2 separate regions of the Mus musculus genome follow, and region 1 is linked to region 2. The links are chromatin contacts, called in public Micro-C maps. All regions are on one chromosome and are shown on one strand. The core of a region is the stretch at or near the end of the contact, and the rest is flanking DNA. Distances in the headings are between cores, read along the strand shown.

The links. A called contact is a pair of places that touch in the nucleus more often than the background predicts.
Region 1: a contact with region 2 is called in a Micro-C map of embryonic stem cells, with 2.1 times the contacts expected there. The contact joins the promoter of Rnf130 here to the promoter of Gfpt2 in region 2. A contact is called at or near these places in 2 of 39 promoter capture datasets (hippocampal neurons and neural stem cells) and 1 of 484 Hi-C or Micro-C datasets (embryonic stem cells).

The regions. Positions count from the first base shown.
Region 1 is chr11:50,022,654-50,026,678 of GRCm38.p6, forward strand. It overlaps Rnf130 (ring finger protein 130), which reads left to right and starts at 2,678. Exons shown (of 9, transcript NM_021540.4): 1 at 2,678-2,994. The coding sequence starts at 2,748.
Region 2 is chr11:49,791,886-49,795,874 of GRCm38.p6, forward strand. Gfpt2 (glutamine fructose-6-phosphate transaminase 2) reads left to right here and starts at 2,270. Exons shown (of 19, transcript NM_013529.3): 1 at 2,270-2,358. The coding sequence starts at 2,352. It overlaps Gm36507 (a long non-coding RNA gene), which reads right to left. Exons shown (of 4, transcript XR_003949545.1): 4 at 2,353-3,497.

The sequences.
Region 1 (4,025 bases), core at 1,428-3,927, 230 kb after region 2:
AGTGCTGCTTTTTGTTTTGTTCCAGTTGTTATAAAATGGCTTTCACCTTGGAAATATTTGCCCGGTGTACACACAAGATTTCTGCACTTTCCTACCGATGTTACATTCCTTAGGAAGTGTGTGTGTGTGTGTGTGTGTGTGTGTGTGTGTGTGCTTGTTCACTGTCTGTATGGATGTGTTCAAGCCATGGTACACGTGTGGAGGTCAGAAGACAACCATAAGTGGCTGTCCTTGCCTTCTATGTTGTTTGAGGCAAGGTCTTTCCTGGTTATTTTCCTAGCTCTACTTCGCATCTTTGCACAGAAACTCTGGGGTTACAAACGCGTGTTACCATATGTGGCTTTATGTGAGTTCTGGGGTTCAGAACTTAGGTTCTCATGTTTGCACAGTGATCACTTTACCCCAGAGTCACCTCCCAAGCCCCCAGATGTTACATTTCAACATCAACCTCAATAACTGTAACTCTAAAAATCCAGTGTACTAGTGAATGAAGAGAATGAAAGACAGAAGACATTCACAACCCAGTAAGACTTAATAATTGTTTTTTGGTTCTTCAAGACAGGGTTTCTCTGTGTAGCCCTGGCTGTCCTGGAACTCACTCTGTAGACCAGGCTGGCCTCGAACTCAGAAATCCGCCTGCCTCTGCCTCCATGATTTAATAATTAAAAAGTACAAAATACTAGACAATACAAACGTTGCAAGAACACAAAGAAAAGACACATTAAGTACATTAATGTGGGGGCAGAAAATCAGACTAGGAATTGTGGTAAAAGCAAACTGCTGCTTTTGATAAAATGAGAGCGGGGCTTTGTATGACCAGTTGGGGTCATTTAGAAAATTTAAGAACACAAACGAGGAAGCACAAGAGGAAGAAGAGAAGTTAAGAGGCTATGGAGGAAGAGAAAGAGGAGGAGGGAGAGTGGGAGGGGAGGAGAGGGGAGGAGGAGACAGACTTTGGAAAACTAGACAACTCTCTGAGAGTTTCAGCACTGCCCATGGGGCCATGCTTAGGCTTTGACCCCTGGAGTCCCCCAAGCACTGTTCCATGGGCCTTACACACTTGTCCTTATACACCTAGAGGTAGCAAGCAGATCAAATCCTGACAGACAAAAGCTCTTAATAGAATCTGGGACCTGCAAAGGTGGTAGCTGAGATCTTAGTGGAGCTTGGCAAGAAGGGAATTTGACATGGGACAAACAGGTGATCTAGGCATTCTTATGAACTGAGAAATGGGAAGAGAGACAGGCAAAGAGGTTTAAGAGACAAAGAAAGTGGTAGAGATAGAGAAATGGCCCTGTCAAGGTGGGCATGAGGGTAGCTCACTGACAGGCATCTGAGGGCTCTATTCAGACTTCAGCCCACATCCTCCAGGAAGCCCCCCACACCCAAGTACCCTAAACACTACATTCTCATTTCCCATATACTGTTACACCAGTAGTTCTCAACCTTCCTAATGCTGTGACCCTTTAATACAGTTCTTTATGTTGTAGTGACCCCAACCATAAAATTATTTTCGTTGTTTACTCCTTCCTCTACCCTGGTTTTGTATCAGGTGTGTGTGGACTTCTATCACTTCTCGTCAGGGGCATCAGCACCCCACACACTAAAAACCCTTGCTAATACCATACACATTTTTAGCAAAGGGAAGATTAGACCAACAAATGGGAGGGGAAAGGAGATTCATATTAGAGATAGTCTGATGCAGGCTCCAAACATAGCCTGTGACTCTTTGGCAGGCACCTCCGGGGTCTCATCCTGAGAATAGGTACTGGGGTCCATTTCACCCAGTGAGGAGAGGCCCAATTACTGAAGAAACAGAGCAGAGTCCTTGTTAAATGCCGTGGTACTATGCCATTTTACAAAAAGGAAGTGAAGGCCTGTGGCTCTGGGTATTCTGGGGGCGGGGAGGGGGGAGTGGGGGAAGAGGACCATACCAACCTGATGAAGTTAACATCCGTCTCTAACAGACCTTGCTAACCACTCAGATGCCTTATTGGGTCCAAGTCTACTGGGCCCCAAACGCAAAGGCACTCTCCCGACTGATGTCAATTATTGTACAGCATGCAACCAACCCAGTGGAAATGTTAGCTCTCACAGACATTTAATTTAAAACCTTAACGATTAGCTTAGTTTCTTTTAGTGGTATCTCCAACATCTCTATAGGTTCTTGGAAAGCTTCACAGATCCAGGTCATAGCGGGGTATGAAGCCCGGGGCAGTTCACTGAACCCAGTGCCAGCAAGCAGGTGACTGGACCGCCCCTGGCCCTCGTGCGGGAGGGCGGGAGCAGGCAGCGCCTATTGCGCACGCGCAGCGGACGGGTTTGCGCATCGGGCTTGCGCGTTGCCGCTCTGCTGGAGGGAATGGGGCGGCGGCGGGCACGCGCCTGAGGCGGCGTTGCTGACCCTCCCCGAGCAGTGGGGACCACTCCTTCCCACCACTCCGAGTCCTCTCAGGGGCCCTGTCCGCAGGCCTAGTCCCTGGGCATTCCAGGTGCCCTGACAGCACACGGCCTGACGCGCCGTCCTTCCCCTGAGAGATCCACGGGCGCGCACTCGCGCGCGGGCCGCGGACGTGAGGGCGGCGAACGGCGGAGCCGCGGCGCCGAGGAGGGCCGTGCTCGTGCCCGGCTCGTTTCGAGGCGCGCGCGCGCTCCCGCCGCAGCCCGGGCCGCGCCCGCCCCGCCTCTCAGCACCGGCCCCGGAGCCCGGTCCGCGAGCGGCGGCGGCGGCGGCGGCCGGAGGGACCATGAGCGGCGCGGCGCGAGCGGGCCCGGCCCGGCTCGCGGCGCTGGCCCTGCTGACTTGCAGCCTGTGGCCGACGCGAGCGGACAACGCGAGCCAGGAGTACTACACGGCGCTCATCAACGTGACGGTGCAGGAGCCCGGCCGCGGCACCCCGCTCACGTTCCGCATCGACCGCGGGCGCTACGGGCTCGACTCACCCAAGGCCGAGGTCCGCGGCCAGGTGCTGGCACCGCTGCCCATCCACGGAGGTGAGGCCGGAGCCGAAGCCCGAAGCCGGGCGGGGGTCGCGGGGGCGGCGTGGCCGGGGGTCTGCGCGCCGTTCGGCCGCCGGCCCAGGGGGCTCGAGGTCCTCGCGCTGTGGAGCCTGGCCTGCTCCCCGCTGAGGAAAGAGGCTCCAGAAACCCTGCTGCATTTCACCCTAAAACTAAAAGAGAGCGAGACTTAGAACGTCCTCCTCTTTTTCATTTAGTTAGCTTGTTTACTGGAGGGCACTGGAATGCGAGTTTTCAGGGACAGTTGAGACAAAGGAGGTGGTGCAGGGGCGCAGAACTAGTTCATGGTGGACGAGATGCTTAACCTGTTTTTTGGAATCGGTAGGTTTGTTCCTGAAATCCCACGGATTTAACACTGCAGTGAATCTCTAGGGATCAGAGCCCCCCCCCCCATCTACTCCCCCTCCCCCTCCCTCTCCCCCCAGTAGTGGCTAAGGGGAGAGGGTCCCTGTTGCTTTTGGTTTTCTCTGGCCCCGATAGTTGTGCTGTCATGAAACGCTAGAGATTTTCACATTATAAAGAATGTGAGAGTAGCTGAACTAGTAGCCAAGTCTTTGGTCACGGGTGCCCATCCAGAAGGAAAAAAGGTAAAATGATCAGGAATCGTCTTTGAAGCCATTTGATTTAGCCTTGGCGTTCCCTTTGTGTATGCTGGCTGTGAATTCTTAATGATTTGGTGTAAACTGGTATTTGTTAATTACTGGCCGTGTTTTAAAGGACATTTCTCCGTGGAGTGTGACATTTGGGGACTTTGGCAGGCTGGACTTCGGGGAGATGTCTCCCATCTTCTATATCCTCCCGTTCTCACCTTACAATGTTGAGAGGATTAAAAACCAAAATTGCTATTCGTGTTCAGATGACCTAATCTAGGCAATAGTGTTTGCTTTTATAGTCTAAAATATTAAAATATGCTCTCTGAGCTCGGTATTTGTATAACATATATTAAGCAGTTGTTGTTGAGGCATACTGGCTTGGGGCATAAGGTTTTACTGTTGTCTTTCTTCAAC
Region 2 (3,989 bases), core at 1,020-3,519:
TTTAGAGGCTAGGAGGTCGGTAAGTGAGGGGTGGTGTCTGGCATGGATCTTCCTGTCATATTATCCTACAGGAAGATAACCTCGATCTAGAGGATGTGAGAGGCTATACTCAAAGGTCCGTGCACTCTTTTAATTAGCATTAATTTGTTGGTGGAGGTGCAGCCTTCGTAGCCCAATCGATTTTCAGAGGTCCTGCCTGGTAATAGTAGATCATTGAAAATTGTATCACACAGCACTTGCTTTGGGGACATGTTTAAACCACAGAGCTGTGATTATGAAAAAAATCCATGAACAGTCAGGGCTCTGGAAATGTGTAACTTTGTCCATCTAAGGATCCAATTTACTCTGGCTCGTTCCACTCTTAGACACCCTCTATCTCATCCCAAATGTGATCACTAACTCCCCAAACTATCCCCCATACAGCTGTACCAAGAGAATCTGTTCTTTTCTGTTTCCTCTATGTCTCCAAATGCAGGAGGTTGTTGAGCATGGTCACATAAAATCCCTGACCAATCCTAGAGCCAGGTGAGTCCAGTGGCTATGACTCTTCCAAAGGCTCCCAGGCCTACTGGTCCCAAAAGCAAAGGATGCCTCCAGGGGTCATAGCAGTCACCCCTGCCACTTTTCATATGGAGACACAAAATTACAATAAAAGTGGAGGACAGATATGCACTATGCAAGGACACGGGGATCCTGGTATTTTGGTGCCAGTAGAAGGCCTGTTTCTTGTCCCCTTCTGTGGAGTTCTGCCCAGCCCAGGGCCTTCTCTACAGAGATGTCAGATGTCCAATTTCCTATGTGACCACCAGCTTAGTGTCTGCCCCACCCATTGTTTTGTAAGAGCCAGGAGGCTGGATCTGTCTTCATTCATTAAGTTCCTATCACCAGGAGAGATGTGAAGTGCAGATTTGGGAATGAATGATGAATGGGTAAATGAATGAATGAGTGTCACCTTGCGTCGCTGAGGTGAAGGAGCAGTGCTGCTCCTGAGTCAGCTTTAGGCATCAGATGATTCAGCCCAACCTTCTCAGTCAGTACCATCGAATTTCAAACTCCTCAGTGGGCACAACACCTCCATTCCCAGGGAGCTGCAAAGCTACGGAAAAAAAAAAAAACAAAACAAAAAAAAAACGCCAAACACAAGACTTACGCTAGTTTTTCTCTTTAAAAACTATAATTGGGGAATACCATTGATTTAGATTTCAACAATTTATTTATTTATTTAAGTTAAACCATGCACACACAGATGGCTTCAAAGTGAGCAAATATTGGGCCAGGTCTTTTCTCAGGAGATGAGGGGGCTGGAGAACAGAGAGGAGAGGAGGAGACAGCCGGGAACTAGGGCGGGGGAAAGCCAGCCTCGTGACTCATCCGTCGCAGGGTCGAACCAAGGCTCCAGGTCACTGTGGGGCGGTGGAGCCCCTGGCTTGGATGCAGGCTCACGGCTTGCCAGACGGGTCTGCCAGCGCATCTCCATTATGGGGCGGTTTCCGGGGCGGCCCAGCTTTCCTTTAGACCTGGGGGATGCCTACCCCCTGCACCTCTCAGGTCCGGGCTCTGGCACATCTTGGTCAATATCTTATATCTTAATAAGGAGCTTCAATTTTCTCCCTTTTTCAGCCAAGCCCAGTTTGCTCCTGGCAGGCTTGGAAGAAGTTCACAAGCCTAGTGTGTGCTACTTTTTCTTGCTCTGAAAGAAGTTTGGAATAGTGAGTGGGGCATGTTGCAAGAATAGGAGTCCACTCTGTGTGTGTGTGTGTGTGTGTGTGTGTGTGTGTGTGTGTGTGTGAGAGAGAGAGAGAGAGAGAGACAGAGAGAGAGACAGAGAGACAGAGAGAGAGACAGAGAGACAGAGAGAGAAAGGCAGAGAGGGAGACAGAGACAGAGAGAGACAGATTGGTTGTACTCTGTGTCTACACAGTCTGTCTGGCCTTAACCTCAGGAGGATCTGAGAGGTACATTTTATTATTATCACATTTTACAAATGAAGAAACTGAGGCACGGAGCGATCTGTCCCCCTTGCTAAAGTTTCACGTCTAATATGACTGACTCAAAATTCCAACTCAAGGTGTTTACCACCGATTGGGCTTCCTCCCTCCCCTTACAGTAGAGACTGGAGCTTGGGAGCCGCCCCTCACCCCTTACCCTGAGTCTTGGGGGCCCCCCGCTGTTGTCACGACAACCAGAAACCAATAAGGAGCAAGCAGGCGGCAGGAGGCTCCGCCCCAGCCCCACCCCTCTCGGAGGGCTACTGGCTGGCTATAAGGGCAGGAGACCGAGCGGCGGGAGCCTGAGCCAGGGAGCGCGAGGCGCAGCGAGTCGTCTGAGCGTCTGGAGCGATCGGAGCCACCATGTGCGGTGAGTGCACAGCGGCCTTCTCCCTCAGAGCCTAGGCCAGAGAGCCAGGCACAGGGGACCTGCTAGGGGCGGCGATTGTGGGGCTTTCATTAGCCAGGCCTTCCTTCCCCGCGCGCGGACCCAGAGTGACGTCTCGGGGACATGGGGGCGTGGGGAGGAGGACGACTAAACTCCGTGTAAGAGGAACCAAGCCAGGACCTCACAGAGCAGGGGCAACGAGGCAGGTCCCAGAAAAGGAGCCCCGCAACACAGAGGTGTCTCCACCAGGAGGGTGCTTCCTTCACTTGGCCCACAAAGGCCGCCACGAGCAACCTCATCATTCCGGGCTCGGAGTGGTGGTCCAGAGTCCCAGTTTGCCGCGCCCACCGAGGACAGGAGACCTCACCTGTGCGGTGTCAGCAGCCCGCCCCGGGGCGTCCCAAACAGCTCCTGGTGCGCTCAGAAAGGTTTGCCCATCTTGCTTGCGACTCAAAAAGAATCTCCTGTCCCTAGAAGGGTGGGAACTGTGGAAAAGCTTTGCTGGAACGAGCTCTTGGCGACAGGATAGATAGTGACTTCCCCGGAGCCTTGGCCCAAAGCTAGGAGCGGGAGCCCTGGACCGGATAGCTGCGCAGCCCGGAGCGACGCCGAGGTGTCCAGCCGGGTTTTGAGAGCAGAAGGGAGGCGGCCGCCCTGGGCGCACATCTGCAATTCCTTACCCTCCTGGCTGGCTGGGCCGCCTCCGCTGGCTGGCTGGCCGGGGAAAGCCGGGAACTTCTGGGACAAAAGGTCACTGTGCGCTTTTTTTTTTCCTGCCTTGAGTAGGATTCAGTTACCCACTCCAGCCCCCTGCGGCTGGAGAACCTGGTGGAACTTTTGAAGCCATGAAAGGCGCCTCTCTGACTTTGCTGAAGGCTTGTGGGGTGGGGTGTGCCAGTGGGTGAGTCCAAAGCCAAGGTCTGTACAGGCCTTGTTTCATGAGCCAGGAGACCAGGAGAAAGGAACCACAGAGCAAGGATTAGGCAGGAACCATGGGGACGCAGCCTCATCCAGAGAGAGCCGGGGTCAGTTTAAAATCCTGGATCCTCAGACAGAATCTTAGGACTCCTGGGCATCCTTTGGCAACGTGTGTGAAAGGTTGCTTCAGGCGTTTCTGGACACTGAAATGAAACAAATGTATAAGTTTTGTCAGATTCAACCCGCCCCCCGCCCGCCCCCCCCCCCCGTTTGAGTTCTTGTAGATCTTTAGCCACCGGTGGCTTTAGAACCAGACTTTAGCAAGAGACCTGAAACTACTTGAGCTCCAGGGCTTTCCTTGCTGAGCCTCTCAGATGGCCCTGCATCTCCACCATCAACCACCTCAGCTTCCCACCCTGTTTCCTCCTGGCGTCTGCCTTTCTTCTGTGTCTTTCCAAGCTCTGGAGAACTGTCTCCTCCAACCCTTTGGAAGAGATGGGGTTTGGGTTATAACCAACCCGTCTCCTTTCTAGACTTTGGTATTGATTTGTGACTGAGTATGAGAAGTGCTTTGAGGTCACCAAAGAATGTCTAGGATGCAGTAGAAGTCTTGGCCCAGCTGTGCGCCTATTCAGAACCAGAATCAAAGGAGCCAGATGAGCTAGGCGAGGTTAACTCCTCAAACTTCAGGGTTT